Regions from separate parts of the Danio rerio genome. Here region 1 is linked to region 2. A link is a contact called in public HiCAR-type data. All regions are on one chromosome and are shown on one strand. The core of a region is the stretch at or near the end of the contact, and the rest is flanking DNA. Distances in the headings are between cores, read along the strand shown. Region 1 overlaps nap1l4a (nucleosome assembly protein 1-like 4a). Region 2 overlaps osbpl5 (oxysterol binding protein-like 5).

Evidence for each region. HiCAR-type assays count read pairs that join an accessible place to other places.
Region 1: a HiCAR-type map of caudal fin shows a contact between it and region 2, with 8 times the contacts expected there. The contact joins two enhancer-like sites. A contact is called at or near these places in 5 of 18 Hi-C or Micro-C datasets (caudal fin, embryo, fibroblasts and 2 more) and 1 of 4 datasets of contacts at active chromatin or transcription factors (caudal fin).

Annotation. Positions count from the first base shown.
Region 1 is chr25:24,770,566-24,774,403 of GRCz12tu, forward strand. nap1l4a (nucleosome assembly protein 1-like 4a) reads right to left here. Exons shown (of 15, transcript NM_001089347.1): 10 at 926-942. Among named protein-coding and RNA genes, the nearest start is that of nap1l4a, 19 kb to the right of the region's middle. Within about 2 kb of position 1,541, at least 10 of the 62 cell types and tissues checked have an H3K27ac peak or open chromatin away from gene starts, as enhancers often do. A contact at or near this core is called in caudal fin, where this site is marked.
Region 2 is chr25:24,641,688-24,645,105 of GRCz12tu, forward strand. osbpl5 (oxysterol binding protein-like 5) reads left to right here. Exons shown (of 23, transcript XM_068217533.2): 16 at 950-1,047; 17 at 1,121-1,210; 18 at 1,509-1,645. Among named protein-coding and RNA genes, the nearest start is that of osbpl5, 79 kb to the left of the region's middle. Within about 2 kb of position 1,589, at least 7 of the 62 cell types and tissues checked have an H3K27ac peak or open chromatin away from gene starts, as enhancers often do. A contact at or near this core is called in caudal fin, where this site is marked.

The sequences.
Region 1 (3,838 bases), core at 291-2,790, 130 kb after region 2:
GCTAGAATAAAAGCAGATCGGAATATTTTAAGCATTATTTTTGTTTTCGATTGTCTACAGAATAAACCACTATTATACATGCCCCATTTACACTATGTATTAGTTAAAAAACGGTGTTTTGGAATGAAAATGATCTACGTCCACACTACACCGCTGAAAACGCACATGACGTGACCATAAAGACACACTCTGGCATGAACTGTACCGTATGCTGAGATCTGTGCTACAGGCAGTCAGCGGGTGCTTTGAGCACACTTCCTCAGGTGACAGCAGCACATACCAGACAGTTTATTAAAAATACACAGCTGGATCTAATCTCACTATAGTTGTTAAATGTGATATTTACTACATCTATAATTAATATATTATATATCTATAATTAATATATTATATATATATATATATATATATATATATATATATATATATATATATTTACACACACACATATAAATGTCACTTTAAGCTGATCACTAGTATCTTGAAAAATACCTAGTAAAAGCAAGTCATCATGGCAAAGAAATCAGTTATTATAACTGAGTTATTAAAACTATTATGTTTAGAAATGTGTTAAAATCTTCTCTGTTAAACAGAAATTGAGAGAAAAAAATAAACAGGGTGGCTACTAATTCAGACTTCAACTTGATATGAAACCATTCCACAGTTTAACATAACTGACTGCAGACGTGTTGCCATGTGCTAATTGAGAAATAAATGTGGAATGACTAAACTTAGTCCCTTTACAACTAACCGTTACTGACGCATGAAGCCTTTAAATATTTTTTTTGTCAATGACATGAATAGAGGAGTGTTGCTCTACAGCACATGTTTGTGTAGGCAGTAAATACCCATACTGCATTCTGTGACGATTCAGATGTTTACAAACACAACAAAAACAGCAAGACCAGAAGGAAGTCCAACTCACCATTCCATCAGGTGAGGCTAGAAAAAAAAGAGAGAAAAAAATTTAATTAATATTAGTATTATTACTGGCACAGAGCAATTTTATTTAGCATAAAGCTAAATCTTACCAAAAAGGGTCACATTTGATCTCAATAAAGCTAATTATTATGATACAATTATGACAATTACATTTTCAGCTAAATTTCGATTATTGTTAATTAAATGTTCCTTAACTTGACTGAAATAATTTTGTGTAACAAAAATACACCATTTTTGCACTTTTGTATTGTGGTTATGAGAATTAGGGTAAACTAACTATTATCTCAATGAGAATATGGCTTCCCCAAAAGGCCTCATTTTGAATCTATTTTAGTGAGAAATATGAAAAACAATTAGAATATTTTTTATTCAGTTATTCTGATAAGTTTCTTGACACTTGATCAAAGTTAGTCCTGAAGGAGACATCCCCTTCAGAGTCTGTTCAGATATTCGTTCCAACATAGAAAGGATTACATCATTCAGTTACAGCCTCATTGCTGCCATTTTATTCTAAATGGCACACCTATGACTGGAATGTTGCGGAAATCACTGTGGTAACCAATAAATCACACATATCCGGTGACAAGTTCAATGACCGTAACTAGCGTCTCTTTCTCACAGTCTGTGGACAGGTTGGGTTACATTCTTTACCTGACGCTCTGTAAAGCGTTGATGGAGAAAAATGTGCTTAAAATGCAAAGCATTCAATGTTCAGCATTTTTGAAAGGCCAAATGAGGTGAGGGAAACACTACAATGTCATGGCAGTTGAAGATACAAATTCAACTGACATTCTTTGATTGGAATGACAGAAGGATAATAAAAAAGGCGGGACGACAGGCGAGATGTTTATTTGACTCTGTGTTTGGCTATTAATAACTGAAGAAGTTCCTTAAGGAACATGCAGTCACTGCGACTGTTTATTATGTGACAAAATGAACAAGAACCTTTTTAGATGCACAGAACAAACTATTTAGTACTAGACTTAGGGTTGTATAATGTTTTTTTACATTTTCAACTTCATTTAGTTTGCAATATGTGCATGAGGATTACAGAAGTCCACTCCAAATAGATGTATTATTATTATTTTCATATCTATCAAGTATTCTACAGTGGCCGAAAGAGCTTAAATAAGCTGCGAGTTAAAGGAACACACCACTTATTTTATGTAATTCCCCTAGAGTTAGACAGATTTTTTAATTTGTTGATTTTTTAACTCATTCATCTGATATTCGGGTCTAGAGTTAGCACATTTAGCTTAGCTAAGCATAGACCATTGAATCAGATAAGACCATTAGCATCTTGCTCAAAAATTAACAAAGTGTTTTGATAATTTTACTATTTTTGAAGCTTCACGCTTACTGGATTAAAAATGGTAAGACTCGATTATTTAACTCTAGGGGAGTTAAGCCTTTAAGAAAACATAAGCAGTTGGAAACTGAAAGTAAAGAAACACTTAGCTTAGCATAGATCATTGAATCGGATTAGACCATTAGCATCTCGCTCAAAAATGACCAAAGTGTTTTTGATCATTTCCCTATTTTGAAGCTTGGCTATTAATAGATCAAAAAAATGATAAAACTCCACTCTTTACCTCTCGGGCAGAGCTGACCAAAGTAGGGCCAAAGTTGGCCCATGGTAACCTCTGATTTGGCATGCCAAACAATCAAAGAAGAGACGGACAAATGATGGGGAAGTTTGGGGCGAATTCCTCAAACAGAGATCGTTATTCTAATTTTATATGAACTTTTGCTTGTTTGTTTAGGCCCAATCCCAATTCTATTTTTGCACCCCTACCCCTTCCCCCTTACAACCAAGTATGAGGGGGAAGGGCTTCAAAACTTACCCCAAAGAATTGGGCAAGCACTACAGCACCTGCATCTGTTATCGCAATCTCTTGCTTCATATGAGATCAGACGATGGCGACTGCTGTAGTGATTCCACAGTGGCCATATTCATCTTTGTAAACATTAGAAAGCCACTAGAAAAGCCACTAGACTTTTCTGACAGGGTATTCGAGTGCCAGAATGTTGTGGGACTGCTATAAAGGAGGAATGATTATGGATTATAGATCGCCAAATTTAGCTTTTTTTTGACGGTAAAACATAAACGCAGTTATGAATATATAAAAATGTGTTTTTGCCGTAAAAGTTCATAATAATGACAAAAAATACAAATTTATGGATCTCCTCACATCTAGGTTCTGCAATACTGCCATTGTGGTTTTGAGTGTGGTCCTAAAAAAAATAAAAAATTTAAAAAAAAAAACCTTCACCCCTTTACTTTAGCCGTACACCTTCAAGCTAAAGACAATTAGGACACCCCTACCCCTTCACGTGAACGTGCAAAACGTGGGGTAAGGGAAAGGGTAAGGGGTAGAACATGGATTGGGTCTTAATTGCTGAGCTACAAAAAAAAAATGAAATTAAATGTTTCACTTAAAAGTGAATTCATCAGATTTTTAAAGGGTCATGAAACCCTAAAACACACATATACATATATATTAATTTAATAACATTTAAAATAATGTTATCATGGCAACTTTATCGTAATAAAGTTTGGTATAGTTATCTTCGGCCCACCCACCCTCAATCAAGTTTGGTTTTTGGCAGCAGCAGTCTCTCAGCCTCCGTACACGTAGGGAGTTTTAATCTGGACTCCCTCAGAGGTTTTAATTGTGTTTCCGAGTTTTAGGACATGCACGTCACAATACATGTCGAACTTAAACATATTCCCACCCAAATGAGGGAGGTTCAACGCACAATCTGACAGATGTGCGTGCTTTATGTCTGTATGCTTCAAAAACTATAAATCAAGCGTTTAAGCTGACAGATTTGAGTTTGTTGCTGCAGGAGTAATTGAAGCATGATCTGTAAAAGGCACAGCCCTCCTCAGGAA
Region 2 (3,418 bases), core at 339-2,838:
TCTCGTCTATCAAATTTGATCTTTAATTAGTATTTTCTATTGGATTCGAGTCAGGTGATTGGCTGGACCATTCTATAGCTGGACTTTCTTTTTCTGAAAGCATTTGAGAATTTCCTTGGCTATGTTTGGGATCATCTTCATCATCCTGCTAATGTAGATGTTAGACTGAAGCAGCTAATATTAACTTACAATGACGAGGTGCAGAGGGCTGCTGAATAACTACTGAGAGATTTCAGCTGCTGTCGGGGCTTTCACTGCCTTTTTCAAACACCCCTTTCTTCGTGTGTTCAATTATTTTTCCTGCGTCATTTAATTTTATTATGCATAACCTAATATGTAATTAGATTTTATTTTTTTTTTTGCATATGTGCATTTCTTTGGTTGTTACAAACATCCAGGGAAAATTTTAAGTCAATGCCACCTTTAGAAATATGTTTCCTGAGAAAAAATGGTGACGTGTTCATGGAGTGTGCTCAATACTTATTTTCCCCGCTGTATATTTAATTAATTTAGCATTCAAAAGCCACATGATAATATTGTCTTTTTCTTACTTTTGTTTAAATATTCTAATGACAATAAACAATATAATAAATATGGTATACTACCATTTATACATCACATAAATGCTGAATAAATAAGTTTTAATTGATGTGTAGCAAAATATCTGATACAAGATAAAAGTACTGTATTTGAAAATCTTGAATAGGGGAAAAATATGTAAATATTGAGAAAACCATCTTTAAACTAAAAAAAAGTTAAACTTTTACAGTAGGAAATGTAGAGAATATCATGGTGGAACATGATATTTACCTGATATACAAATGATATTTGGAATAAAAGAAAAATCTGTAATTTCGATCAATTTATTTTTTATCATAACACACAGTCAACTTTCAATTGTTTTGTAAAAATTAATCTGTGTAATGAAGGGAAATGTTGTCTCTTACAGGTATTCTTTATGGCACAATGACATTGGAGCTTGGTGGGAAAATCACCATTGAGTGTGAAAAAACTCAATGTTATACAGAACTTGAATTCAAATTGAAGGTATTTTAGAGTCTAAATAATGTAACATTTTCTTTTCTGGAATCTTACAATTGTCGTTTTTATTTTTCTCCAGCCTTTTCTTGGCAGCTCTTGTAATGTTAACCAGATTTCTGGAAAGATCCGGATTGGGGAGGATATTCTGGCTACAGTAGAAGGACACTGGGTAATAATAATTACACATTTTCACATATAAAAAAAATCATCAAAATTCAAAATCAAAATTATTATTATTATTATTATTATTACAATACTGATGATGATAAAATAATAATAATAAGAATAAGAATAATAAGAATAGTAATAATAATAATAATAATAATAATAATAATATGAAATCCTTCAAATGTCTTAAAGATTATAGACAAAACAATTAACTTTACAACAGACTACAAGATTTTTTATGACATTGCTTGGCGGCACATAATCTCACAGTTGTGTTTGAAATCCAAATTATTCCCCAGGACAGCAAAGTGCACCTGATAGAGAAGAAGACGGGCCACCAGGAGGTGCTGTGGAACCCTGGTCCAGACATACGCAGACAGAGGCTGAAGAAACGAGTGGTGCCGATTGACCAGCAGGAGGCGTTCGAGTCCGAGAGGTGCGGAAACACTTAGTCATTATAAAAATAGAGCAAAGCAAATAACAAAAGAAAGGAGTTGATTTTCATATCTTATTTTGCTTGTGATTTACCATATTACAATTAGTCGTTCTGCACTGTAAAACCTAACAAAGTACTGTAGATTTTACCCCAATATTTGTTCATTTTACTTATTGGAAGAAGTTGCTTTACTCTTCAAATTAAAGAGATAGTTTGCTCACTAATGAAAACTATAACATCATTTTTCACACTCCCTCATGTGGTTTTAAACTTTTATGAATTTCTTTCTTCTTTAGAACATAAAAGAAGATATTTTGAAGAATGCTGGTTGCTGGCACCCACTGACTTCCATAGTAGGAAAAAGAAATATCTTGGAAGTCATTGGGTGCCTGCGACCAGCACTCTTCAAAATACCTCCTTTTGTATTTAAAAGAATAAAGTCAAATAGGTTTTAAACAATAAATGATATCAGATCTTTCATTTTTGAGTCAACTATCTCTTTAAACAGAGCTCAATTGAAAAGTGTAACAGCAGATTTGCAGCTCTTATCCTGCTTTGCTGTTTAACTGTTAAGGCAGAGTAAATGGCAAAATTGAGTGTTATTTGATGTGTTTTGGCTCAAGTTTTATATAGATGGAGATTTGCTAGTGTCTAATCTTTTGTTCTTTTAAAATCTGAAAGGATTTTTGGAGCTTTTGGTGGCTGAAGCTATTCTTGTGCTGAAGATTAGTACCTGTGTTTATATCTAATTGGCCAAAGACTATTAAAGGAACACTTCACTTGTTTTTAAATAGATATTTACAGAGTTAAGCAGTTGAGTTTCACCATTTTTTAATCCATACAGTGTATATCCGGATCTAGCAGAAGCACTCTTAGCTTAGCTTAGCTTAGCATAAGTCATTCATTCATTCATTTTCTGTTCAGCTTAGTCCCTCTATTAATCTGGTATCGCCACAGCATAATGAACCGCCAACTTATCCAGCATGTGTTTTATGCAGCGGATGCCCTTCCAGCACACCCCATCACTGGGAAACTCCCATACACTCTCATCCACACACACACACTACAGACAATTTTAGCATATCCAATTTACCTGAACCACATGTGTTTGGACTTGTGGGGGAAACTAAAGCACCCGGAGGAAACCCACACAAACACGGGGAGAACATGCAAATTCCACACAGAAATGCCAACTGACCCAGCCGAGGCTCTAACCAGCGACCTTCTTGCTGTAAGGCGAACGTGCTACCCGCTGCGCCACCACGTCACCCTAGCATAAATCACTGAATCGGAATTGATCCTCAGCATCTCATTAAAAAAAAAAAATTAAATAAAAAAAGATATTTGATAATTATCATATTAAATGCTTTTTCCTTTTGTACTTGCATATAACAGCGAAGTCCCTCGATTACAAAGATAAGGGTGAGAGTTTACTAGAATAAGAGTTTGGTTCCTAGCCTAGGAAAAAGCAAAAAAATTGTATCTGCCTTAGTATATGTACAGAGTTATATAAGAGTCAACCTTTAAATGTAATCATTTTCAAAACTCCTATTAATATAGCTTTTTGAGCCAAATGCTAATAGATTAATCCAATTCAATGATTTATGCTGAGCTATGTTAAAAGCGCTCCCGCCAGACCCAGAGATTGACTAAATGGATTTCAAATGAATGAATCTCAACTCTTTAACTCTAGCTGACTTCTAAAATTAGCCTATTTCCCCAAAAATAACTATGTGGATATGTATTATGCTATCTTTAGCTAGCATTTAAACT